Regions from separate parts of the Mus musculus genome. Here regions 1, 2, 4, 5, 6 and 7 are each linked to region 3. Evidence: chromatin contacts called from public Hi-C, HiChIP or PLAC-seq and promoter capture Hi-C data. All regions are on one chromosome and are shown on one strand. Each heading gives the region's core, a stretch centred on a gene start, on an enhancer-like site or on the middle of the called end of the contact. The rest is flanking DNA. Distances are from core to core; before and after follow the strand shown.

The links. Promoter capture Hi-C pulls out the DNA fragments that hold promoters and counts their contacts. A called contact is a pair of places that touch in the nucleus more often than the background predicts. HiChIP or PLAC-seq counts read pairs in DNA pulled down with a chosen protein or histone mark.
Region 1: a Hi-C map of embryonic fibroblasts shows a contact between it and region 3, with 9 times the contacts expected there. The contact joins the enhancer-like site here to the promoter of Cdh11 in region 3. A contact is called at or near these places in 6 of 39 promoter capture datasets (the 3T3-L1 cell line, hippocampal neurons, maxillary cranial neural crest and 2 more), 6 of 484 Hi-C or Micro-C datasets (the 3T3-L1 cell line, MC3T3-E1-derived osteoblasts, adipose-derived mesenchymal stem cells and 2 more), 8 of 115 datasets of contacts at active chromatin or transcription factors (the NIH/3T3 cell line, astrocytes, craniofacial prominence and 5 more) and 1 of 9 other capture datasets (adipose tissue).
Region 2: an H3K4me3 HiChIP or PLAC-seq map of craniofacial prominence shows a contact between it and region 3, with 7 times the contacts expected there. The contact joins the enhancer-like site here to the promoter of Cdh11 in region 3. A contact is called at or near these places in 5 of 39 promoter capture datasets (the 3T3-L1 cell line, 3T3-L1-derived adipocytes, hippocampal neurons and 1 more), 6 of 484 Hi-C or Micro-C datasets (the 3T3-L1 cell line, the N1E-115 cell line, cortical neurons and 2 more) and 8 of 115 datasets of contacts at active chromatin or transcription factors (the NIH/3T3 cell line, craniofacial prominence, embryonic forebrain and 5 more).
Region 4: a contact with region 3 is called in a Hi-C map of nephron progenitors, with 6 times the contacts expected there. The contact joins the enhancer-like site here to the promoter of Cdh11 in region 3. A contact is called at or near these places in 5 of 39 promoter capture datasets (the 3T3-L1 cell line, cranial neural crest, frontonasal cranial neural crest and 1 more), 14 of 484 Hi-C or Micro-C datasets (the MC3T3-E1 cell line, cerebral cortex, embryonic fibroblasts and 3 more) and 9 of 115 datasets of contacts at active chromatin or transcription factors (the NIH/3T3 cell line, VIP interneurons, craniofacial prominence and 6 more).
Region 5: an H3K4me3 HiChIP or PLAC-seq map of craniofacial prominence shows a contact between it and region 3, with 4 times the contacts expected there. The contact joins the enhancer-like site here to the promoter of Cdh11 in region 3. A contact is called at or near these places in 4 of 39 promoter capture datasets (the 3T3-L1 cell line, embryonic stem cells, hippocampal neurons and 1 more) and 2 of 115 datasets of contacts at active chromatin or transcription factors (craniofacial prominence and embryonic limb bud).
Region 6: a contact with region 3 is called in a promoter capture Hi-C map of hippocampal neurons, with 6 times the contacts expected there. The contact joins the enhancer-like site here to the promoter of Cdh11 in region 3. A contact is called at or near these places in 6 of 39 promoter capture datasets (the 3T3-L1 cell line, hippocampal neurons, maxillary cranial neural crest and 2 more), 7 of 484 Hi-C or Micro-C datasets (the 3T3-L1 cell line, adipose-derived mesenchymal stem cells, cortical neurons and 2 more), 10 of 115 datasets of contacts at active chromatin or transcription factors (the NIH/3T3 cell line, VIP interneurons, astrocytes and 7 more) and 1 of 9 other capture datasets (adipose tissue).
Region 7: a contact with region 3 is called in an H3K4me3 HiChIP or PLAC-seq map of craniofacial prominence, with 4 times the contacts expected there. The contact joins the enhancer-like site here to the promoter of Cdh11 in region 3. A contact is called at or near these places in 6 of 39 promoter capture datasets (the 3T3-L1 cell line, 3T3-L1-derived adipocytes, hippocampal neurons and 3 more), 2 of 484 Hi-C or Micro-C datasets (both in uterus) and 5 of 115 datasets of contacts at active chromatin or transcription factors (SST interneurons, craniofacial prominence, embryonic limb bud and 2 more).

Annotation. Positions count from the first base shown.
Region 1 is chr8:103,258,239-103,261,630 of GRCm38.p6, forward strand. No RefSeq gene overlaps it. Among named protein-coding and RNA genes, the nearest start is that of Gm32531, 11 kb to the right of the region's middle. Within about 2 kb of position 1,878, at least 7 of the 459 cell types and tissues checked have an H3K27ac peak or open chromatin away from gene starts, as enhancers often do. A contact at or near this core is called in embryonic fibroblasts, where this site is marked.
Region 2 is chr8:103,198,489-103,201,827 of GRCm38.p6, forward strand. No RefSeq gene overlaps it. Among named protein-coding and RNA genes, the nearest start is that of Gm32531, 71 kb to the right of the region's middle. Within about 2 kb of position 1,408, at least 24 of the 459 cell types and tissues checked have an H3K27ac peak or open chromatin away from gene starts, as enhancers often do. A contact at or near this core is called in the N1E-115 cell line and craniofacial prominence, where this site is marked.
Region 3 is chr8:102,783,032-102,786,899 of GRCm38.p6, forward strand. Cdh11 (cadherin 11) reads right to left here and starts at 2,080. Exons shown (of 13, transcript NM_009866.5): 1 at 1,865-2,080.
Region 4 is chr8:103,229,735-103,233,490 of GRCm38.p6, forward strand. No RefSeq gene overlaps it. Among named protein-coding and RNA genes, the nearest start is that of Gm32531, 40 kb to the right of the region's middle. Within about 2 kb of position 1,602, at least 35 of the 459 cell types and tissues checked have an H3K27ac peak or open chromatin away from gene starts, as enhancers often do. A contact at or near this core is called in the MC3T3-E1 cell line, VIP interneurons, cerebral cortex and 5 more, where this site is marked.
Region 5 is chr8:103,147,387-103,151,296 of GRCm38.p6, forward strand. No RefSeq gene overlaps it. Among named protein-coding and RNA genes, the nearest start is that of Gm32531, 120 kb to the right of the region's middle. Within about 2 kb of position 1,640, at least 13 of the 459 cell types and tissues checked have an H3K27ac peak or open chromatin away from gene starts, as enhancers often do. A contact at or near this core is called in craniofacial prominence, where this site is marked.
Region 6 is chr8:103,286,546-103,290,161 of GRCm38.p6, forward strand. No RefSeq gene overlaps it. Among named protein-coding and RNA genes, the nearest start is that of Gm39234, 8.5 kb to the right of the region's middle. Within about 2 kb of position 2,181, at least 9 of the 459 cell types and tissues checked have an H3K27ac peak or open chromatin away from gene starts, as enhancers often do. A contact at or near this core is called in VIP interneurons, cortical neurons, forebrain and 1 more, where this site is marked.
Region 7 is chr8:103,165,388-103,169,266 of GRCm38.p6, forward strand. No RefSeq gene overlaps it. Among named protein-coding and RNA genes, the nearest start is that of Gm32531, 100 kb to the right of the region's middle. Within about 2 kb of position 1,609, at least 11 of the 459 cell types and tissues checked have an H3K27ac peak or open chromatin away from gene starts, as enhancers often do. A contact at or near this core is called in craniofacial prominence, embryonic limb bud and second pharyngeal arch cranial neural crest, where this site is marked.

The sequences.
Region 1 (3,392 bases), core at 628-3,127, 480 kb after region 3:
GTAAGTGATATTTTTCTCCATGAATTTTGCAATGGTGATCTTGTTAACTTGTTTGGAGTAAAACATACCTAGTTGATTAACAAAGCACCCTTCTGGATAAGTGTGTGATAGAATTAATAGAGAGCATTAACTAAGGGAAGAGGGTCCCATCCTAACTTTGGATAGCATTGTCCTATAAGGAGATGGTCTAGGTGGAACAAAAGGGAACAAAGCCTGCTAGTGATGTAAGTTATTCATATCCCCCCCTTTGTATGTGTGTGTGTGTGTGTGTGTGTGTGTGTGTGTGTGTGTGCGTGCGTGCGCGCAGTTTGCAGTGTACAGTGTACAGTGTACAGTGCTTGCATATGAATGTACTCTCCTTTCCTGGTGTCATGATATGAGCCTCCCTCCCCACCACAATGAACAGGAACCTCTGAAACTGTGAGAAAAAAAGCAGTTTTTCTCCCTTCAGTTGTTCTCCAGTTTTTGTCACAGAGACAATGTCTGGTACAGACTGACAACGAGCAAGCAAGCCAGCAATATGCATGTACTGAATCGTGATGCAATTGACTATGAACTGTCTATTGAAAGCACCAAATAACAGGATGAGGATCAAGTTCAAAGCCAGCGTTTGTTACTCAAGGATCCTTGTCCTGCAGGGTGAACCCCCCTAGAGCAGATGCCTGGCAGGACAGCCTGATATGCTCAGCAGTACAGTGACACATGTAGATCAAAACCTGAACAAAGTCGGAGTCAGGGAGTCAGTCCTCAGAAAAATGCTTCCAGAGAAAGCAAAGGTTTGGATTCATGAATACCAAGTACCCAAATTGACACAACCAATATAAGACCTGTCCTCTTTATAATTGGAATATAAATATTGAACTAGCTTTTCATGGGTCCTAGCTTTACCTGTAAAATCTGCATTCTATGTTCAAACTCCAGGTCCAAGGAAGCAGAAGTGTCATGGCCATGTATTCTACAAAGATTCTGTTCCTGGATGCATGGCTAGTAAACATTTCTTTAGCTACATCTGCCTGCTCAGCAAGTTGGCAGGGGCCCATGAACTGAAACAATGGCGACATGGAAAGACCATTTAGGTACAATGCTGGAATTTTGAAAGCTTTTTGTTCACATAGTAAAAAATAATGGGAAATTAATCTCAACTAGGAGAAGTATGCCACTGGCTATTTCAAGGGATAAAGTATATTATAAGGTAGATATAAATTTAAATATTTTAAAAAGAAATCAATATTCCAAAGGGATGCTTTGGAATGCAAACATCAGAAAGGTGAGGGCTCACTGCTATACTCTGTCACTCCTATACTCTGCAAATGGCCTCAGACAAAGTTCAGTACAATTGGAAAGGTAACTTGGCCCACTGCCCAGAATGAATGTATTGGTTGACATGTCCTCCAAAGAGATCTGGGCAAGTGCATCTTTAAGAAGCTTTGGTTAATCTGTTCCATGATCAGGGTTCTAATTGATGCCGAGATCTCCCATCCATGGTCCTTGCTCACCTCCTCAGCTTTCCTGCCTACTACAGCTCCTACCCATTAACCTTGTTACATCCTCCATCTGTAACTAAATCGAAATCTATGTAGGACTGCAGAGAGAGCTGAAGAGTTAAAAGCACTGGACGTTCTTCCGGACGTGCCAGGTTTGAGTCCCAGCACCCATGTGGTGTGTCAGAACCACCTAGTTCCATGGGATCCTATGCCCTATTATATATAACCTTCGAAGGCATGAGGCACTCACAGAGGATACAGATTTATAGGCATGGCAAAACATTGATACACTTACAATAAAAATAAATATTTGGAAGGAGGTGTTTCTTGAGTCCCAGAGTAGCCATTCCCAGGGGAATCCAGTCACTCAATCTGAGTCACAGTTTCTGTTTCCATAACATTTGAGAACGTTGGAAAAATTTAACTTAAGCATTTACAGAAAAAGTAGAGCTCAGAGCCTCAGTCATGGGCACTTGTTTTTCAAAATCTTCAGTGTCACTAGGGGTTGGAGGAGGTGTGCAGAAAGAGCTACCTTGATGTGTGGATATCCCTCATTCCCTCTTTCAAAATCTTCAGTGTCACTAGGGGTTGGAGGAGGGGTGCAGAAAGAGCTACCTTGATGTGTGGATATCCCTCATTCCCTCTTTAGTTTGGATGATTTAGAATCTCATCACTTAACTATGAGTTTCATTGATGACCTGACATACGTGCTAATGGGAGTTGAGCAGAAAAAAATAAAGGGAGTGAATTAGTTAGGACTTTTAAAAATGATTTAGGCTACACCTAATTTGAGCTGGTTTAAGGAAGAATACGGGTGTTCTGTCAGGAATGGAGATGTTGCCTTCTAATGAGATGACAACATCTTTCCTGGTCCTGGGAACCAGGGCTAAAGATATAAATAAGGTTCATAATTGACTGTCTCTGTTTTCCATCCTCTCCCCTTTTCTGTACTTGATTCATTGTTTTATCTGTGCCTTTTAGCAGCCTTTGTCTGTTCCTAATCCCCATGGTGGAATATGCAGCCCCACAGTACCCATTTGTGAACCAGCCTCAAGGTTCACCATCAATACCTAGAGAATAAAATCTGATTCTCACAGCTAGAGTCTATGCCTGCTCTAGCCAGCTCTGGCTGGTGAGTGAAATAACAGAGAATCAAATAGCCTTCAGAAGCTCTTGTGTATCATCAATGCAAGGTAGGAGAAGTTTGCGTTATTAGGACAAATTGATCCTCTGTAGAACAAGGGAAAAGAGAAGATATTTCTGAGGTAGTGAAGTAAATATTGCTTGGTTCCCATTCTCTGCTGGCAGCTCAGAGGTGAGTCTCTCACTTTGGAAAAGAAACGGCTTAACTATTTTTATATGAGAAACTTGGGCTGAATCAATGGCTCTTACCTTGGCTTATTATTTGATTGATGTGGGAAGGTTTTGGAAATGCTCAATATTCAGACAACATGTTCAGATCAAATAAATCTAAATCTCTAGCTATGGAATCCTGGTATTGATATGTTTTTTTAAGTTCTTTAGATTACCCCAGTCTCCAGCTAAGGTTTACAAGCATTGGACATGATTGGTGATTCTCAAATGAATCACCTGCATCTAGTTAAAATGAGAGCTGTGACTGATTGGGTTCAAGCTTGGTCATGGGATTCTGCCCTGGTAACAATTCCTGGGCAGCAGATATGCTGTCTTGTAGGATATTCTCCAAATATCCAAGCACTGAATCATCTTTCAGTGGTGTTCTATTTCTAAGATGCCAGGAAATGGACTATTTATCCCAGAAATCTCTTCTATTGCCAGAACTTGCACTTAAATACCACAGTGTCAAAGCCAGTGAGCATCTTTCAGAAAGCAGTTAACCTATGGTCCATATGGCTTGAGAGACATTGCTAAAACCATTCTGTGCATACC
Region 2 (3,339 bases), core at 158-2,657, 410 kb after region 3:
ATACTATTCAGCCATCCCACATCTTTATATCTGCTGTGGAAATCACATCAAGCAATTGCAGAAAACCTCTGATTCACGTAGGCAGGACTTCTCACTTGGTTTTCCTAGCCACTCGACCTCCTGCAGACTTCTTCTGATTACTGTCACTATAGATTGCTTTTCCTGGGGACCTCAGTAATGATTGCAGCAAAATGTGAGTTGGGAATGTTTCCTGTTCCATAATAATCAGGCTTGATGGTGACCAACCTTGAACTCTCAGTGACCCAGGACCAGCAGATAAAGAAGAGGTATGAGACGTGTCTGTCTGTCTGCCTGTCTGCCTGTCTGTCTGTGTATGAGTGTCTACTTCTGTGTGTCTGTCTGCCTCTCACAGACCTGTGTGTGAATATTTATGTGCATTCATGTGTGCATATATGTGTGTGTATGTGTTTGTGTGTATCTGCATGTGTCTGTCTCTCTGCATTTGTCTGTCTGTCTCTCTGCATTTGTCTGTCTGTCTCTCTGTGCCTGTCTGTCTGTCTCTGTATGTGTGTGTCTGTCTGTCTGTATATCTGTTTGTCTGCCTGTATCTGTGTATGTTTGAATCTGTACGTGTATGCATGCCTGCATGCCTATGTGTATATGAGTCTGTGTACTCAGATGTGTGACACATACACACACACACACACACACACACACACACACACACACACAGAGAGAGAGAGAGAGAGAGAGAGAGAGAGAGATTGAGTTAGACACAGAGGAAGAGGGGTGAAGGTGGTAAGGGCTGTGGCAAGTGTGCAGAAATAAACAGGGCATGAAAGTGAAACAATTCAGGCCTCTGGCTGGTCAGTGTTACTAAGCAAAGCAAAAACAAAGTCAGGCAGACAACAACAACAAAACCTTTTTGAAAGCATTTTTTGATGAAATAGCACCCCCACGCTAGATGCTTCAGACCCTTCAACCTGAAGCCCCAGTCTTCCTTACATGTCTCAGCTTCAGTTGCCACCTTGGCCTGTGGAGTTCCAACCCTTCTGCATTATCTTGATGTGGCTTCTGAATTAACATTTTAATAATTCCACAGAATTCCCTAGAAGTGTTCAAGGGCTGCATCTAGATCTCTCTCTGGCTTCAGACCCTCAGTAGCTGCAATCAGGCTGAGAGTTTCTCTGCTGATGGCCGAGGTGCAAAGGCCTTGGTGAATTACCTCAGTGCTCTTACTGGATTAGTTCCCTTCTGCACGTTATATTTCAACAGCAATTCAGTTTGGTAGTTTCTGTTCACTTAACTATGAGACTATTTTTACATCTCCCTCAAATCTCTCCCTGATTCCCCTCCTTTGAAAGGGATCCTTATAAATCCTATCATAATGGCAGGAATGTAAGAAACTGCCAGGGTAGAACGGTATTGGACAGCACATGGTCCTACAGCTGTTACCATTTAGGATCAGAAAGCTGGCGACATTTTAAAAAAGAAAGCCACACTGCCATCTGTCTAACATATATCTCTTATGTACATTTTAGCAGTCTGTCTTAACAAGCCATTTCATGCATTCATCCTAATAAATACTTATGTAACTGACTCTGTGTGGGTGGGTTCGTGTGTGTGTGTGTGTGTGTGTGTGTGTGTGTGTGTGTGTGTGTGTGTGTCTGCACCCACGTGCGAGTGTGTGAGCACGTTACAGGAGAGCCAACCCAAGTCCTTCCACATGGTAGGAAAGCTCTCTACCCTTGACTTACATCTTCAGTTTCAGAGTTAACTTTTTAAAAAACGTAGTCCAATTTTTTTTTTAACCAAACTCCATGAATCTTAGAACATAGGTCAACTGAAGTGACCTCCTTATTCAATCACCAGGTCTTTATCCTTCTGGGCTCACAGCCAGTTTATATAATTAGATGATGAGAGGAAGGGAGAAGGGAGACTACAGACAAGTATCTAAGCAGTGTCTTAGAGTGTGACACATGACCTCAACAGAATAGAACCAAGGGCTGAAGGAGCCCAGGCAAGGGATCCTAAGTTGGCCACACTGAATAAAGCAACACCGTGCAGAGGCATCAGCATCCAAGCTGAAAACATAAACGAAAGGCAGATGTGGAGATATAAACAGTGCTTCAGCCACACACTTCAGACATACACGAGTCCTGGATGATGCGGCGAAGGGAATTAGTGTCAATTAGAAATTGAAGCAGCATAGCATTGAGCTTCCAGCTATCAAGGTGAGCAGGGGAAAACCACTAAGGTTACTGATGTCAGGTTATATTCATATTCTTTGTGCATTCCAGGTCTAAATCTCTAAATGAGTCATCTCCTTCTTCTATCTTCTGAAATATGAGGTGCTTTGTTAGGTACGGACGTTTTGACATCCCACCCATTCACCCAGCATGGAAAGTTCACTTTCCTGTGTCTTTCATTGAATGGTTCAAACTCAGCAACGTGAGTTCAACTCATCCATTGCCTTCGGTTTTTTATGCTCCAACACTTACATCATTATACCAAGTTTCCCTTGGTGTCCTAATATCCCATGCTTCTTTCCTGACAGTATGCATCTGACTGCATATTCTCCCCCCCCCCCCAAAATGTCTCTAGACATTCTCATTCTTTTTTTTTCTTGATATATTTTTCTTTTATTAATATTAATCATTCCATTCATTTACATCTCAAATGATATCCCACTTCGTGGTTACCCCCTTCATCAACACCCCCATCCCATGATATCATACTTAGTGTGGCAGTCCCTGGGGAGGTCCGATCAGCAACTGACCAGTGCAGAGGACGATGCTTGGAGCCAACCATCGGGCTGAACTCGGGGAACCAGAGGGAGGAGCTGGCAGAAGGACTGGAGCTGGCAGAGGGGGATTGCAACCTCACTGGAAGAACAACATAGGCTGGCCTGACAACCCAGTTCTCCCAGAGACTAGACCATCAACCAAGGAGTGTACCTAAAGGGATCTTTTGCTCCAGATACATTCTCATTCTTTTAATACAAGTCTGCCATATTTCAGGACTCAAATGAATGCCTGTTCCTGTAGGGAGTGCCATCAGAAAAACCAACATCCCTTCCTTAATACTTCTACTACATGCCTGGCTCTCTTCATCACAGTTTGTCCTTGAATGCTATGTGTGTCTCAGTCTCTCAGTTTTACCACTCAGGGTCATCTCACATGTACTTTGAAAAATACCAAGTACTTGTTAATACAAAACAAAAGCTATCCTTGGCTGGAAATTCTACATACTCTATAGAATAAGTCATCGTAATGGTTTCAGATTCACAGTGATTGCATGGCGTGCATCCCTAAATAGATGACCAAGTTATTTCCTAAGAAAGAACATATTTTTCCTCTTTGTGTCTGTGTTTTCAGT
Region 3 (3,868 bases), core at 830-3,329:
GTCAGAGATTGTTTAAGGAACTTAATGTGCCTGTGGCTTCAGGGTCCCTCTAGTACTGGCCACAGCTATGTCCCTTTGTTTTGTAACTTTTATTCCTTTGTTCTGATAGAAGACCAAGCTGCCTGCAGCTGGGGTTGAGCATCCCTTTCTAGGTTCTGGGGCTCTGTCTCCTTGCTTATGAGAGAAAACAATTCCAACATTATTGAAATGAAGGCCAGTCCCTTCTCTTTTTTCTCTGCTACCCTTAAAGGCGCTCGCACTCAGTTCAGCCTCGTTAATATGCTGATGAGAGGGATCCTCGGTCCTGAGAACACATCTGTAGACCGGTCCCCAGAAATTCCAGACACCCCGCAAACCCCTGGACGTCTGCTACGAGCCCTAGAGATAAGGAAATTGATCTATCCTCTCGCCAGATTAATTATCACTGCTTTCTGTGATTAAACCCAAAACTTACTGCTTCCTAGTCCACAGATAAGACCGATCAGGAGAAAATAGGAAAGGATTCGGGAGCCATCGTTAAAGATTTCTTGAAGAAAAAAAAAAAATGAAGGGGAGACTTTTAGACAAATCTCTACCCTCCTGCAGTGCCAGGCTTTCATTAACAAACCCACTCCCAGCCCTCAGGGACGACCCTCCGTCATGCAGAAACGGCACCGTTAAATAATTAGAAGATGCAATTTCTTCATAGCAGTGCGATAGCCCGTGAAATTCCTGCTGCATTATTAACAAAAAGCAACAGGGCTTCTTCGAACATCTAGCGAACCTTTCACCCGCTGAAGGCAGGAGTGCGGAGCCCGGGTGAAATCCGGGCCTTGGCAAGAGAGAGAATAGGAAGCCTCCTGGGTCCCACTTTCTCCGGGGACCAGGAGCGAAAAGACCCTGCCAAGGCTAGGCTGGGTTGCGAGGGGAATTGGATGCTCCCGCAGCCTCCAGCTTCCCGCTGCTCCTTGCTCTCAGCACATCCCGGCTGGGAGGCCAAGCACAGGGAGGGAGGCCGATTGTGAGGAAACAGTGGAGGCTTGGAGCGCTCCGAGAGGAGGCGCAGGCTTTCCGGGAAGGTTTGATTCTCAAAGTTAACATTGACCCTAGAAAGCTTCCTCCAGTCCAAGCCCGAGTCTAGTCTGAGTCTGAGCCGCTCACAGAGCATTCCCTGCATCACTGGGAGGTTAGGATAGGTGACTGAAGTCCCCGAAAAGGCGGGGGCTGGAGGGGCTAGCTCACACCGCAACCCCCAGCCTCTGAGCCGCAGTCCACAGCCCCCGACCCACACTATCAAAGTGCGGCCAATCCAATCGCCGCTCCCTCCCGGCCGCCGGCTATCTTCTGGGCTTCGACCGCACTCTCTACACAGGCACCGGGTCTAGGGGAGCTCTTTAGGAAGGCGCGGGAGGATCCCCTCTAGGAACCCCGCAGAGAGCGATCTTGTCTGGGGAACAGGCGCAGCGCGGGCGGGCACCGCACAGGGGTCGACTTTCCCTAGAGACATCACGGGAGCAGTCTGCGTGTCCAGAGCTCCGCTCTGCAGTTCCTTGCCCCAACCCAAAGCAATCCCCCTGTGCTGAAGCCTTGGTGCAACAGCCCCTCACCCCGGGGGGGGGGCAACAATCAAAGAACCGGGGAGCGCACATCTGGCGCCTCAAACCCCTGCTCTGCCTGCGTCCACAGCAGGCTGCCTCCCTTTTCTCTGATTTTTAACCTCACCCCCCCCCCAAAAAAAAGCCCTTCTGCTTTGCTTTACTGATCTCCATCAGCCAGCAACCTCCCCCTTCCGCAACAGTCTCTTTCAGAAGCAATTCTTTCCCCTTTCTGCCTACTCCGAGAAGCCCCATCTAGATAGGGTCTAGAGCCGAGCAGAGCGCCTCACCTGGGGCCGTTGCGGGTGGACACGACCTCCTGGCCGGCTGTCCCTGGCACGGGGCGAGCGCAGCGGTGTCAGCCCGGGCCCCGGTCCGAGTCCCATTCACAAGTCGGCGGCGGCTGCGAGCGGCCCCCGCGGCATCTGCTCCTCGGCCCGCGACGCTCCCCTCAGCTGGCGGCGGCCGCGGAATGAGCCGCGGAGCGCGCTAGTGGCAGGAATGAGAAACCGGGGGGAGGTGGCGGGCAGGCGGGCGGGTGAGGGGGGAGGAGGAGGGAGGCCGACGCTGGGAGGGAAAGGGGGGCGGAGAGGAACCGAGGCTGCTAGACGCCGAGAATTGGGCCTGGAGGAGGCGATGGATGCCTACCCTGTCGGCGCTCCTCCCCCCCTGGGGCCCCGAGAGATGCCAAACCCAGGAATAGGTGGCCTGGCCGCCCCTCCTGCCCTGGGTCGCAGCGCTCCGTCTCCTGTGGGGGCTCAGACACAGTCTGGAGCGACTGAAGTTGGGCTCCGGGGATACACAGCCAATCAGGAAGGACGACGGAGGGAAGCTGGAGAGGGCTTGAGAGCCCCCATTTTCCTCTTTTCCTGAAATCCGCTCCAGCTGGACAAGCTAGGGCCTCAACCGGCCCGCCGGAGGATGGATTGGATGGAAGGCATTGCCCAAGTAGGGGAGGCAATCCGGAATTAGGGAGCGCATTCTAGGCTTTATCAGTTAGCACTCTGAAAATATCTCCACGTTGACCACTCCTGCCCAGTGCCCTCTCCCACGAACCTTCAGCATCCCGGTATCTATCCTTTGAGAAATCCGCTTGCGGGGAAATCGGTGAAGACACTAGACAGGGGCATTCGGACTTGAGAAGAATAGAGTTTTTCCTCAATGTTGTTCTACCCTACATGCAAAGCCTTCTTTAGGGTCAGCCCCACCAGGACAGAGTCTCTAGCTTCTGTTCCAGCCAATTACAAGCAACACCCCCATCCGGCAGTTTCACTTGTTGCCTCCCAGAATGGACACCACAGAGCCCCTCAAGGCCCCAAAGAGAATGCCATTCGACCAGAGGATGGGCCTACGTGAAGAATACCCGCACCCTGACTCAGCCCCCTGTTTATATCTTTCTCACGAGAACCCAGCAAAGGATACCCCAACCTGATTCCTGTCCACTTTACAGTGTCTGGGCAGAAGAACTGGATCTTCAAAAAAAAAAAAAAAAAGCGCCAGGGACTGGGCGGGGCGGGGCGCTCTTCCTACCTAGAGCAGCGTGGGGACCCGCACCGTGACTGGGAACTAAGGATCCATGCTTCAGTGGGGACCTTGGATTAGGACAAGTTTCCAGTCTGGAAGATGTTAGAAAGAGCAGAAGTAGAGTTTCCAATGGGCGAAGGATAAAAAGGGATTTTTTGAGGAAAGTCGCGGTGGCTTGGGAGTGGCGACCTCAGGAAAAGAACAATAAAATGACAAGGGACAAAAGCTGGACTATGCAGCAGAAGCAGGAAGACCTAAAGGGGGAGTTTAACAGGAATCAGAAGTTAAAAAAAGAAAAGAGGCCACCAATGGAAGAGAGCGCCAGGACCCAAAGCGCATGGGAAGGGCACTTGAGAACCCAGGGAGAACAAATGGTGGCTGAATCCCACCACCAAAGCACTTAGCCACCAGTCCTGGGGACCCGGAACTCTCACAGATCAACGGTCCCCGTCGGGCTCCTGGAAATGAGATCAGGAACCAAGGCGCAGACAAGACCGCTGGAATATCTGCCCTGTGCTTGCGTTTTCCGCAGCATCTCCAGGTCCCTGTGACACTGGGTGCCGCCCCTACCCCCCACCCACAGTAACCATACTGTTGGAAAGGAAGCGCCTGTCACTCCGTGTGGACGTGGCCTTTAAACTGCCCACTCTTTTGGGGAAAGGGGGCGCTAAGCTTTCAGCTACCCACTTCACTCATCTCCCAGCTTCCCTCTTCCCTCATTCCGGATCGTGCCCAAAGTTCCAGGCCTCCCACCGCCACCGCCACAACAC
Region 4 (3,756 bases), core at 352-2,851, 450 kb after region 3:
CAGCCCCTCGACAGGCTCTTCCTCACCAAAGTCTTCTCATCACACATCCCAGCTCCCTTTCCCACCCTGGACACACTCACTGTGGAGCCGCCTCCTCTTTCCTACGCTCCCGTGTCTTCACGGACACTGACTTTGACTCGGTCAGGACTTTTATCCCCCCTTGGCAAAATAATAGGATATTATGTTTGTTTGTTTGTTTGTTTGTTTTGTTTTGTTTTGTTTTTAAAACAGGAAATTGGCAAGAACAATAACACCGTGTTTGATTTCTGAGCTAAAAGTAGATTCTGTATTGTGGAGAAATTTAAGAGGCCAAAAACAGTGTAGGGCAACATCATCAGCTCTCTCCCCAACAGCAGCAACACCTGGACTCTCTCCCAGCATTGCTATTCCAGAAGCAGCATCATGCCACTTAGAGAGCTCAGGAACTGAGGAAACCTCATACACATGTTCTAGGCAGCTGCCAATCACAGGAGTTTGCATCCCAGTTTTATGGGGTGCATGCATCTATTCTGTCTCTGATGAGCCTGTGACTTTGAATACGGGCTGTCTCCTCTCTGACCTTGGGTTCCTTATCAGTAGGTTTCGGGAAAACTGTATTTTTTTTTTCCAGGAATGAAATTATAAGTCACTGAGATATCATTTGCAGAAAGAATTCTTCCCTCAGAGCAAAACTACCATTGGAGCAGAAAGAATGTCCTGGAGATTGGGGAGATAAAAGAAGGGGCTGGGGAGGCAGAGTGGAGGGAGCGAAGTAGGTTTATGGACCAACCCTGAAAGGAAAAACAAACAAACAAACAAACAAACAAACATGTGGTAAATTGAGAAAGATGGCTGAGGGGCTGAGGTCAGAGGGAGACAAATCGAATGCTGCCCTGGATTTAATAGAGACTGTTTTCTGCACTTGATGATGTGTCACCCAGAAGACAGGGACATTGGAGTTGTATTTTAGAAAACCTGAGGAAGATGAAAATAGCCTAGAAGAGGAGTCCAGAGAAGAGAACTTGGCAAAACTGTCAGAAACTCTGAGGGTCAGTGAGGATGGGAAGCAAGAACACAGAAAATATTTTGGAGGATGCAGGGAGGGCCTATTACTGATCAGAAATTACTTTGGATTAGCATATGCAAATGAGATCCTCTGGGACCAGCAGCTGCCTCTTCCTCAAGCATGCTGTCCCTAGCCAAACTCAGGGCTTTTAGTCAGCAGCTTTGCTCACAACCCAGCATCTCCATGTCCCATAGACTGTTTTGGTCCACTGTCTTCTTCCAGGCCTGAGCCTGGGGCTCCTACTCTCCGTCCCAGCCAAGGAGAAAGGACAACCACACAGAAAGAAAGGAAAGATTTTCTGTGTTTTTCTGCAAGATAAAGCAAGGTTATTTTTGGCCCGTTTTTTAGAGCAAATCAGATTTATTTTCTCTTTTTCTCTTTCGGAGCCCTGCGTCTGGCAGGCTTCATGCAGGGGAGTGAAAATTAGAGCTCACATTTTCAATGCCTTTGCAGTTTTTGCTCGGTGTCAGTTTTGTTTGTCTTCCTCTGGCTGACTGTCTTCCGTGTCTCCGGACTGCTGAGGTCTTCCAGAAGTTGCTTTCAAGCCAAAGAAAGTAAAACCAAGCTACCATGAAAAGGGTGGGGAGCTTGAGTCAGAGAGGAGGAAAGGAAGGAAGGGAAAGAAACTGTCCCCCACTCGGCATTTCGTGAAACCTCACTTCCCAGCCTCATATTGGCTCTGCCATTTCTGCTTGCCCCTTGATCAGAGAGACACGGGACTTTATGGGCATCTCCTAACATGGAACTCACAAATGTTGGGACCTCAGATACCTTTTTTTCAACATCCATACTGCTTGATTCATGGCTTTGAAATTTTGTCAGTGTGCTCTGAAGCAATGGACTCAGAGGTTATAAATTCAGACCATCAGTACCTTGACTAAGTTACTTGACCTCAATAAATCTAGGTTTTCTTTGTCTATGTACTAGAAGTCTGGATAGGATATCATGAGAATATGAGGGTCCTGTGGGATGCCTGGCACAGGAGCTTTGAGAACTGCCTAGTGTCCAACTGTTGGCTGACTTGGAGTGACTAGTGTGTGGCCAAGAGCATACATGAACGACTGATTTTTTATACCAGTGTGCTTATACTACTGAGTAGCTACTGCAATTTTATGATCCGCTCATGGTATTTAAAGAAGTTGTAAATTTCTTTCAATCCTTTTCCCCAAAGAACGTTTTGTTTCGTTTTCTTCTTCTCTCCCCCTAGAGCTTTCCAGTTAAAGCAGTTAATGTCACATGGAAGACTGTGTTAATAGCAACCAGGTGCTTTCTTGTTCAGTTCCACACATCCTTCTGTCCATTTTGGGGCAAAGTTACATGTGAGCGCTACTGGCAACTTTTTTTTTCTCTCTTAATAAAATACAGCATGACCATGACTTCAAACGCATCCCTCTCTCCTTGATGGTACTGTCAAAAATACAGCTTTTTTTTTTCCCTAATCCAACTCTTCCTATGTCTTTACTGATTTACTTGTCAATAATTTCCTACATGTATGGAATACATTCTAGTTCCATTCATCCATCAACACTCTTGAATGGAAACGTACTGCTTGCTAGAGAGGTTAGCTTCTGCGGTTATCACTCTATGAATACTGCTTAAAGGTTGGTGTAATAATGATTTTTTAATGACATTAAATGAATACATGCTACACTGAAACTTTTACTTGCATTACTTCCAGTCTTTACCTTGATCCTCAATTTTATGCTCATCCTCCTTAAAAACGAATACACTGAGAGTAAGTGATGAATGTCTTTCAGCGAACACAGAGAAGCTGTGACAATGATGTAGGATGAGCACCTTTGAGTGTAGTATATTTTTTTTACCATAAAACTATGCTGTATCTCCTTCTGCACAAGGGATATCTTCCTGTCTCCTCTATGCCTGCAATTCCTGACACATATGTATCCAATATCTGCAAATATTTGTTGATACCCACAGGTAAGTGCATGCATTCATTCTCATATATGTGTGGGTGCAGATTGCTGTTTTCCTCATGATTTGTGGAACATGTGACCCCCCACACCCAGGTTTTCCTAGCAATGGAAAAGGGTAGTAGTGTGTAGGCGGGAGATTGGGGTGGTCCTTCATTCAAAGTCTGCTGGGAGAAAGATCTCTGGAACACAGTAGAGGATAGCCTTCTGTATCCCTGGCACCTCTCATGTATCCCCGCTCTGACTGATGACCTCCTGGATGTAGTCTTTGTGTTTGACAATGAATTCCTTACTACTATCCTAAAAAAGTATCTGTCATCTCTTTACTGGTGTTCTCTATCCAAGAGTCTTGGTTTCCCAGGACTTCAGAGCACCATGCCCATCGTGCTCCCCCACCCGCTTACATCACAGTTACTGCAGCTCAGTTCTAAGCCCATTAGTACCAAGTTCACCATGCTTTAAGAAAATAATCAACTGGATTCCCCAAGCTTACCTAAAGTCATCTACTGGAAAATATTGGCACTGATCATGAGAAGCCCTTCTTTCTGCTCACCTTAGGTACCTAAGGGGTTAAAGTTTCCAAAAGTACAAAAGCATGCATGGGTGGGCGTGTCTATGCAGCTGCCTGATATGCTTATGTTTTGGAGAGGGCATTACTGTGAACTCAACATTTCATTCACTGATTGAGCAAAGAACTCTCTATTCCAGGTTTCTTTGGAATCCTTATAACTTACAATGGGGAAGGAGGCTGCTAAAAAGAAGATAAAATTCCTCTGTCAA
Region 5 (3,910 bases), core at 390-2,889, 360 kb after region 3:
TATCGAAGAACAGTTAATGCTCTTAACCACCAAGTCATCTCTCCAGTTCCAAATGAAGCGCTTTTGAAACAATTCCCACCGTACAAATTCCAGGGTTAATTTTGCTTTTACATGTTCAACTTTTGTCATAAATCTTTTACTGCTCCAAATGTTTCACAGATGTAAGCAACTAAGAAAATAAGGTACGCTCCAAAGGAAGCCTTACTTACCAACTTAAACCAACCAAATGAGGAAAAACTGCCTTAAGGACCCTCTGTCCCCTGTATTTCTTTTCTAATGCCAATCACCCAGTTCCCCTCTGAGACTCTGTGTGAAACTTAGGGCCTATGCAGAGCTGTTTAAAAACTCTGGCCTGTGAAATGAATCCAGCTCATTAAGCCTAATATTCAAGGCTCTTCTGTCTGACAGACTTAAAAGCCATCCCCTAGGGTTACTCCGACATTCAAGGTAGTTGGACCATTCCTGACACATGATAAATATCTGGCAAATGTAGTTTGTTTTAATAGTTGTTTCTAATCTTTCGACCATTTGTAGATCTTTACCTTCTATTATGTTATTTAAAGGCCAATACTCTGTTTTCAGTCCCCAATCAGCTCTCTCTTGTCATTCTTTTCTTTCTTACCCTAAAATTTCGTACATATCTAATATCTGTATGCAGAGTCCCATCCCTCTGCCAAGGCCCACTGCCTTTTGGATTATTATCACAGCAGAAACCATCTCTCCCAGCTCTGAATGTTTACAGACTTGCACCAGGACTCTCCTAGGGCCTGGCTCCATTATTAGTCTGCAGGTCTATTCCTTCCCTCTCAGCTTAAAGTGCATGCTGAGCCTGGGTCATTTCTCCCCATCCCCCTGCTCCTACCCGCAGAGGCAAGAGGCGAGTCCTCTGTAAACACAGAATAAATGAAGACAACCTGCTCTATCCCTTCGAATTGCCATGCATTGCCATATCTTGAGCCTTGGGACTGCTGAATTAAGCAAAGACATCTGTGATTATGAAACAGCCCCTATCCCCATAATGCTATTTAAAGGCAAAAGTGCCATGGGAGAATAACAGTGCAACTCAACATATTTCAGGTTGAATGATTCTGAATGTCAGATTTGGCTTCTTCCTGGGAGGCTCCTTTGTGACAAGAGTTCCCTTCCCGGCAAACACTTGCTTCGGGGTTCCCATTACCACCACCCCTTATGGTGTCTCACAGCTCTACATAAGAATGACTGTCAGAGAGTAGCCGCCTATGGGTCTGGGCCTGGTTCTGTGACCCTTCTGATCACTCTGGCCCAGCCCTGGCTCACCCGACTGCCTCAGCCTCCTCTGGATAGAGTGTTTCCTGGAAGCCTCAGGAGAGGGACTCGGGATACTGTAAAGCACAGCTGTGATCGCGTTCTCTATCTCATCCCTTCTTTAACAGCTTCAATGGTTCCGCATCGTAAGTGCCACATCTCTCGCAGTGTGAGCCACGGCATCTCATCAGAAGCATCTGGAACACGCACCAAAATGTATTCTCCTGAGCTCAGTCCTGAACCTAACGAGGCTGGATATGCTGTGGCTTTTTTTTTTCTTTCTGTAGCTTCAAAGGTGATTTCGATGTTTGTACAAGCACAGGCAACCCATACTTAAGTAAAGCAAGATGTTCCTTTCAGCATTACCATGTGAGCCAGTCTGTCTCTCAGCAGAGTCGCATCAAAGCCCTCGTTGCTGTTTCCCTTTAGTTTTCGTGGGTTTTCCATGCATACAAAATGGGTCAGTGACACTGGAAGCAGCTGGGCCCTTGCCACCTCTGTCCTTGAAAGGCTGTTTCCTTTGAACCTTTCTCTCTTCACCTGTGTGAAAGACAGACAGACAGACACACACACACGCACACACCATAAAATTCATCTATTTCCCTTGTGCTCTCTCGGAAGCATTGCTCCTGCCACAAAACCTTCTGTCTGTCTCTTTAGAGGGTTCAGCTGTCTTCATTCCTGCTGCCTTCTCCACCTCCCAAGTCTGTGTGCTGTGAGTATTGATCTACCTGCCTGTCCCCCATTAGTCACCTGCCACTGAAAGCTGGAACCCTGCACAGATGCAATCAGTATGACACGGTGCTTGTAAGCTACAGAAACACATAATGTGGGTGCTCCCCTTAAGCTTCCTTGCTGAAGGCAGGGCGTATTGCTGAATCCCACAGATCCTCAGTTTGTTTATTTAAACAAAGATGGCCACAGTATCACTACCTGATTCCACGTTTTAAGAGTTAAATATGATCATGTATGTGGAGGCCAAATAACAATATCCAAATGTACAAGAACCAGGTATACTTTTACTGTTAGGGGTGTTATTATTATATTATGATCTTATTATCTTAAGTGAAACAATAATGCCTATCCCAAAGAGATAATAAATAACTGTAAGTATTGTCTGCTGGTAATGCTACAGATAGAGTCTGGTTATTTGGTAAGAAAAAATTAATGAGATAGTACGAGGTCCCACCCCTTACTTTTTATGATATTATTTTCCTGGCTTTGGTAGCTCATGATGCAGAACGGAATCCCGAAATGGAATTTATATGATTTCTGATTGTTTCCCCATGGAGCAAGCTGGACCATGCCACAGTGGAGGCATAACCATGAAATAGGCTGCTGAGAATTGTCCCCACACAAAAGGAAGCAGGCTTGAATTACAAGGTATGTGAGCATCATAGATAATGCATAGGGAAAGAGGAAGAAAACAGTAGTACTCACAGAATGATGCTAACATTCTCTGTGCATCCTTTGAAGTACTTTATTCAGCCAAAAGACATTTATTAAGCACATCATAGGCAATCACTTGACTAATAGTAATACAAAACAAAATCTCTACACTAGATGACTACTGATTAGACAGAGTTCCTGCCCCTGATGAATTTATAATTTTATGGGAAGAATCAAGAGAGAAAATAATAACAAGTCATTTTTTCTACTTTGTACGATGGAACATGTAAAAATCCATCATAGGAATGAAGCTTTTACATGTGGTAGCACAAGGGGCCACTACTTTGTCCTGGCTATGCATTGGGACAGTTTGTCTCCCTCTACAGTGATGTGAGGGTGTCTACTCTTCAGATTCAGGCCATAATTGCAAAATGACCAGAGCAGTGAAATGTGTTTCCACTTTGGCCTCCTAACAGCCCATCATGGAGCTTAAATTCTATTTCTTAGTTGGTTGTACATTAAGTCTTTTTATGAAGGGACTAAAATAGCAATGAGCATATATTTAATGGCACCACAGTGGGGGTTTGCAGCCATTCTGAGCTACATAGCAAGTTCAGAGTAACCTGGCCTGAACAAAAGGCCAGCTATATAACATATAATACATGAATATGTATGTTTATATATATATATATATATATATATATGTATGTATATATGTATATATACATATATATACACATATACTATACACATACATATACACATATACAGTTATAGGCTGCCATGAGGTATTATCAAGCATCCTAGTTAATTATTTTTCCCGTATCATTCCCTTCTCTAACTGACCTTCCTATGTGTCTTCAGACTTAAATTCCCTTTTTCATTATTCCCCATTCCTTCATTCATACACACTTTTAAATTGGAGTGACCTACATAAAGGCAGGGGAAAAAATTTGTTCCCAAAATCTATACATTATCAAACACAAATCCAAGTTCCTGAGGAATATGATACCTCCCTTGGAGGTGTTAATCAAGACCATCCTGGGTACCCACAAAATAATACAGGGTATTACTACCACTCTTGGTTTGTCCACTAGAACTTGATGGTAAGACCCTACTACTGAAGACACCACACATCGTGTCCACAAGATGTAGAGAAACCAAGCTGGTACTGCCATGGAAGATGTCTCCCTCCTTGGCACTTTTCATAATGCTCAAAGGTGGTCTGCAGACTAAG
Region 6 (3,616 bases), core at 931-3,430, 500 kb after region 3:
GTATTTTGAAAACATCTTTTTATACCTGTGAGGCTTCAGGCTCATTCCCTGCTTTCAATATTCATAAAAAACCTAATAAATAGAGAATTAAGCCTTTATTCTTCCATAGAAAATAAACCGTGAAAATTGTCATTCTGTTGTAGAATACATGGAACTATCTCATTGTAAATGGTATGTCTGTGCCCAAATTGATAGAACCAGCTAAAAAGCATCATGTTTTGGGATTTTAGAAACAATGAAGTTAATACAGAAAACTATTCATAACATGTATGATCTTGTGCCAAGCTACAGAAATTAATTGTAAAAGGATTTAATGCAATCTTTGAAAGTGTATTATTACACAGATATCTATATTCACACACATTTATGTATACAGTTTTCATTATGAAATGTGCTCATTGGGGAAAAAAATGAACCTAACTCAGTGATTTCTTGCAGGATCTCAACAGTCTAAAGTCGAGCATAGTTTCCTTCAATTTGGAAACAAAGTCTGGCCCATAGTTCTCCCATTTCATGTGAACTTTTACTAGAAGTGTTCTGCAAAGTTAGCTTACTAATAACGAAGAAAGAAAGCGACACATAGCACCAGCAATGATGTATAAATGGGATATCTGGAGTCCACAGCCATATATGTGGAGTATCTGAAGTCTTTGTATCCACAGGGTAATTTAGTGCTCAGTGTTTTCTGAATGCTTTAAATGGCCTTAGCATTCCTCCAAGTTGCACTGAATCTCCTAAAAGGCCACTGCAACTTTCTTGCTTTGTGTTAGGGACACTGTTTCTCCTCAGTTGTTTCCCTCCTTTTCTAAGCTGAAAGTCCTGATGTAGACCCATTGCTCTGGGCTCTTGGTTCACATTTTGATGTGAGACATCCAACCCCATAGTCTTCTGCAGTTATGTGTTATGCCCAGGAACTGTCAGTGAGAGTTATAGTATACCTCTAAAAACTAATCAATCCAATACATTTCTCTGTATCTCAGAGCTGCTGATTGAGACTACAGGGTCCCATCTGAATTAACCCACTTGATGCTTTCTCATTGCAGTAGAGGTGACAGGGCTTGCACTTATCACAGAGAATATATTTGGTACTTCTTATAGGTTTAATTTTAGGCTTACAGTTTCAGAATCTTATTCAAAATCTATTAGCAAATCAGAGGCAAACATTTCTCTTTTGGACCAAGGTTTTCCTCAGCCAGCATGACTGTCAGGTCACCATGCCATCTCTCTGTTATGTACACAGATGTCTCAGACCAAGTCCTTCAGGACTTCCCAGAACCTTAGCACTTCCTGATTTCCACCAGCAATTATGGCCCATAGAAAGTCTGAGGCTCTTGTACTTTCCTTTCTGGAGGATTAGTCTAGAATGTCAGTACTTTCCCCCTTTTGGGCCCAGTCTCCCAATGACTTTAGTGACATTCCCAGTTAATATTTCCATGACCGATGAAGAAATATTTTCTTATAGTTTTTTTTCCTCCAAGCCCTAATTGTTAATATTGCTTATGATACACAACCCACCAGAAAATCCAAGAGAAAACCCAAAACCCAAACCAGAAACCCCACAGACATGTAACCTCAGAGTGTCTGGGTCATCACTTGAGTTTGCAAATGTCAAAGGTCATCCTACTAAGGCCTCCAATTTGACGTTCTAACCACAGACTAGATTACCACATGACCACCAAGACTAGACGGAGGTTCGCCACTCTACTCTTAATAATGAGGACCCCCCCAAACATGGAAGTGCTACATTGCCCTTCACGGTTTATTTAATACTGATATCTATAATACACCTGAGGAAAATAAGACAAGCCAAAAAGCACACTCAGAGAAAAAGGGGTACACTATACCTGCAAAAGAGAGGCGATACTTAAAAGGCACCACTCATTGAAGAAAACTCGAAGAGATGATTTCAAGAAAGAAAACTGAACTGAACTAAAAGTGTTGAAGCCTTAAAATATCCCCTACAAGGCAGAGTTCCATTCTCACTGGTATGACAAACATTTTCCCGACAGAGGAAATTTAACACATTATATAAATACCCTGATCCGCAAATGCGCTGGTAGTAATAATTAGTTTTCTCCCCTTTCATCTCCGTGGTTTCTGCCCACACATATTTCCTATTTCAAGCTTTGGTGTAACAAATGCATCTTTCGAAGGGGAAGCCCACGCCTTGTTTGCACAAACACAGGTCTTTTTATCGCCACGTGCAGTCTCTCTAGTTCCCAGCGCTGAACAATGAAGCATTTTCTTCTCTCCAAGAGCTCTGACAGAATTCATTTAATTTCCATGTAAAATGTAATCTGCCGGTAATAATAGGTCACTCGCAGCAATTGCATTCAGGCTGCCAGATCACCCATCACTGCGCTAATTGTGGGATAGCGTAATGCACAGCCAAGGTGTGCACTGAGAACTCAGGCTGGGCATTTGTTTTGATGATGCTATGAGGAACACAACAGAAAGTGTCCGCAAATACTATAGGCACTGTCCTTCTCTTCTGAAATGACTGAGAAAGCAAAGCAAGTCTTCTTGTATACTGCACATCTTCAGCTTCAGGACTCTTGATGTCGCCTGCAACACCTACAGGTTTCAGGTATTTTTCCAGATATGGGTAGGTGTTTAAATACTGTGACACCACTGATACAACAGCTTTGGGGCTTCTTGGAGAGAAGCTGAGAGTAACTGGATGATTGTAAGGCCAGGAGGCAATCATTCACTGGTTGGCTATCCCTTCTTTAAAGTATTGATCACAAGCCCTACTTACTTCCTTTTTGCATCAAAGAAAACTGAAGTGCTTTTCTGTGTAGCTTTCCTTATTATAGAAACTTAAATTGACCCCAATGCTGTATTTGCATGTGTATATGTGTCCATATGTGTATGTGTGTGTGTGTGTGTGTGTGTGTGTTGTGTGTGTATGCTTGTGCATATGAGTTTAGGAGTTTCCAAACTCATGAAACATCACAGAAAGTGATAACATAAGGATGGACCTCAAAGATGACGTAGCCCAAATTCCTCATTCAATTTATTTCATCATATCTTATTTTTCTTATAAAGAAAAGTCAGGACCACTGTAAATTATTTTGTTATGAGTTTAATATGAAATGTCCCCCTAGGGTTGTGTGGTGAAGAGTTGCTTCCCCAGCTGCTGATGTTATTTTGGGCACCGTTGGAAGCTTTAGTAAGTCAGGTCTAGCTGGAGGCAGTAAGTTCCCCAGGGGCATGTCTTTATGGGCTGTATCTGGTCCCTAGTTCATTCCTGCTGTCCCCTTGCTGTCTGTCACTGGGTAAGCAGCCTCCTCTACCATATGGTCTCATTGCTATGGTCTCATTGCTATGCTCTCTGCCTCATCGCTGGGCCAGAGCAATCTATCTAGCAGAGCTTGAACTCAAACCTTGAACCTGCAAGACGAAGCAGCTACTCCCTCCTTTAAACTGCTTCACATTTATCACATGTGTGATAAATGGGCATTTATCACCATGACAAAAAACGTCTGATTAACAACACATTTGGAAAGGGTAAAGAAAACAGAGAATCCCTTCCTCCACAGAACCAGCAGTTCAGGTGCTGATGGGAAAGTCAGAGCACAGGAAAACTCTTCTTCCTCAGGAGAGAGTAATATGA
Region 7 (3,879 bases), core at 359-2,858, 380 kb after region 3:
TGTTTAGCCTGCTCAAGGCTGGGGGAAGGGCACAGTTATCGCCATGTGACTAAGAGCCTTTGTTGTCAGCTTCACTTTTATAGTATATAGCTTCTGGCATACATTGAATGATCAAGGAACAAAGACCACATGTGGAATCAATGAATAAACTCAAAGGCTGAAGCCAGAAACCTCAGAGGAGTCTTGAGTGTTCCCTAGCCCCAGTCCCATACTCAACTCATGATTTCTTCTTTTGAAAACATATCTACAATTCTCTGCATCTAGTTCCTTTTACTGCCTACCCACCTCTCCAATCCTCCATCTCTTTTGCCAGGAAAAATTCAACAATCTCCTGTCAACTCTCCCTTGTCTTACCCCTTGGAATGCGTTCTCCACCAATCAGCAAGATTGATGATCTTAGAGCCCAATCAGACCAGTTCATTCTGCTGTTTAACTCCAAAGTTTTCCAGCTGTTTCAACTCCTTATCGTGGTCCTCAATCACCTGCTTTAGCTGCCACTTTCTATTTCCTCCCCATTTTCTACTCATGCCACAGCCCTTCCTCCCATTAGTCATGAAGCGATCACATTTCTCTGTTTCCCGTTGGCTATGTTTCTTCTTTGTTCAAGCCCCTTCCCATGTCCAGGGCCGTTTCAATGCTGTTCTTGCTGCCCAGAACTCATTTACTTTCTTCACTCATTTCAGACTAAAACCAAAAATGTCTTCAAGGAGAACTCCTGCCACGAATTGAAGATGTCCCTGATATTGTCAAGATGGCTCTGTTTCTTTGTTTTATATAGGACTTCTAATAACTTTGAAGAAGATATAGGCATGTCTTTAAAATTGTTACTGCATTCATTTATGCATTTGTGGGGTTGGGTGTTGCACATCTATTTACTAAAAGAATAAATGAATTCAGAGAATTAGTCAAGAATAGAGTGTCCCAGCATCAAGTTAGAAGATACCAAAGAAAGTAATTATAAAAATAATACCCAATGGTGCAAGCCTATCCTGAGAAGAGTATCCGAAAAGCCTAGTGAAGGAAGGAGTTGGTAGAGAGGGCATTATGAGGCCCTCAGGAACTGCTAGAAATTAGTGCCCAGACTTTTCATAATCTTTATATAATACTTTATGTTGAAGCTTTTATAAAGACAATATAAAGAGCATAAGGACAGATAGCCATGATCCAGTCAGATTGCATGCACATGTGCAAACATCACAATAAATGCTGCTAATCCTCCCAATAAAAAGTTCCTTAAGGCTTACTATCCACTTTGTTTTTGGTAAGTCCCACCAAATTTTGTGTGCCTGTGGTGAGCACAGTGTCCTGAGTTTTAAGAGACTCATGGGATTCAGATGAAGAGAGTGACATGCATCAGTACACAGTGTGAAGAACATCTGACACTTGATCCTGATTGGGTCTAAACAGAGCCTATCTACATGTAGGGGCAGGACCACCCCTTCAGCGAGCACAGATGGCAGAGGGCTCTCTCCAGGACTGTGTGCTGAACATGTGGGAAAAGCAATTATAAAGGGATTTAAGTCGATGGCAGAAATAGAGAGGTTAAGTCTCCGTCCCTTCTGTGGCGTATTAAGTGGTAAAATGAAAAAGCTTTGGAACAGCAAGCCAAACTCATCTGGCAAATTGTTTTTGGAAAGAAATGGGCTTGTGCATTTGGATACTTGTCAGCTGTGTAAACATCCCATTATCTAGCTAGTTACCTCCAAGGTTCTGTAAACCCTATGCAGGCTCATCATACCTACTCACAGACCCAGCATAGCCAGGAAAGAGATGCCCTTCTGTGTGGCCTTGCCTTTTGAGGACATCACGTTGGAGCACCACAACCGAGTGGTTTATTCCACAGTCCCAGGAACTCTTTTAATAACTCCAGCCGGAAGAGCAGAGAGTCCTGAAAGAATAAAAAAAAGTGCTAGTTGACACCCCTAAATGAAATGGTGCGATTCAAAAGGATGGTCTGCTGGCTGAATAATCATTCTGTTTTCTTTTTAGATCCCCCAATTATATTAATTTGGAAACTGTATCTATTAATTGCCCAATTAGACATCTGGTAATCACTCTCTACAGAAATATCCCAAATCATCATGGCTAGGACTGGGATCACTATTTTATTGTATCGCAAATAAAAAAATCTAATTTGGTTTTAATAAAAACTAATTCCAGCTAATTTAATACCAACTGATCATTAACTGGGTGCGTTTTGTGGTTTATCAAGTATATAAGAAGGGTGTGTAATTAACTAGAAATGGTGGCCACAAGGTTGTAATTAAATCCTTGGTAACTTTTAACTTTCAGCAAATGTTTTACCACTTAATTAACATCTCAGACGATGATTTATAATATGATTTATTAAATGCCTATTGCACAGAGAGCTGGGACAGCTAATGAGCCTAGTGATAGAGCCTCCTATTTACAAAGAGCCTCTTCTTTCAAAATATTATATACATATACTCTCTTAGCAAAAACTGATAATCAACTATGGGCCTAGTGATTGGCTATCTTTAACATTTTAGTTGTAGTTTTGTATCCACATTTCTTTCGATTTCCATCCAATATAGATTTAGTCCCACAGAGAAAACGTTTTCTTGATTAGTTGGTGTTTACTTCCTTTCCTGAACTCCAGACGCTTCCTCCATTAGGGTATAGAGGCAAGGAGCTAAGTACCATCAGCTAAGTACCTTTTGCTGATTTTTGAGGTCCTTGTAATCCATTGGCAACTAGTAAATAATTAGGTGCTACAGCCATAAGACCAGTTACAGGCCACAGAGTCTATTGACTATCTAAACCATAGCACTTTGTATTCAAAATCACTTCTTCTGAAATGGTTACAGCGAATAAGGCATCTAATTGACAGAAATGGGATTACATTCTTAAGAGATACCATACTAGGTAAAGCAGGGAGCAATTTTCCAATAAAGGCAGACCACAATTTGTGTTCTTGTTTGCATTTAGCACAATTATGATTTTTCATTGATCTGTTGCCTGTCTTCCTGGTCAGGTCAAAAGCCCTTAAAAGACAAGAGGCGATCTGTTTTTGCTCATCTTTGCATCTCCAGCACACGGTAGAAAGCAGAACACGATGTGGACATTCAGTGAATGTTTCCTTAGCTAGTGAATGCTGTCCACTATAGCTAGTTATTAAGAGGCACAACGTATTTGGCTTTCCAAATCTATAATTTTTACAATAGGAAGTATCAATGTATGTACTCAGCGTGCATTCAACTCTTACCAAACTTCTACCTGAGGAGAAAAGAAACCCAGCACAATGCATACCTTGGTTTGTTGCCTCATAAAGGAACTCATGATGATAGGAGTAAGATGAGGTCATCTGTTCTTTGTTTCGTAGCCACTCAAGCCTTCTTTGGTTCTCCTTTAACCTTTATCAAGACTCCATTGACTATAGCCTCCAAGTGTTCTGGGTAGCTCACCACATGGATATCAGGGCTCATTGGGGTAATATTTTGTCACAAATACCACAGTACTCTTTCAAGCCAAGCCTAGTACTGCAAGGTCATCTCATCTAAAACTATCAAGGTCTTCCTGAACATTCCAATGACCAGTGGAGATGTGAGCTCAGCACCATTTCAACATGACTCTTCTTGCTTTCCCTGAGGTTTGTTCCTGGAATGTGAGCTATATTAAGCTTGCAGCTCTAATGTTTGGGCTTATTGATTAAAACAAAGAAAACAACTTGCCACCAAACATTAAAAAAAAATAAAAAGTGGGAGAAAAACAAGAAGAGGTAAATATATACGTTACTGCTATACTTAGTGCATCTCTAAGGGCTCGAGTTTCACAATGTCTCAGACCAGTCAGGGACTCCTTTTTCTGATTTTCTTCTTAAACAGTAGTTGCAGCTTCAGGCTATAGGCAACACCAAAG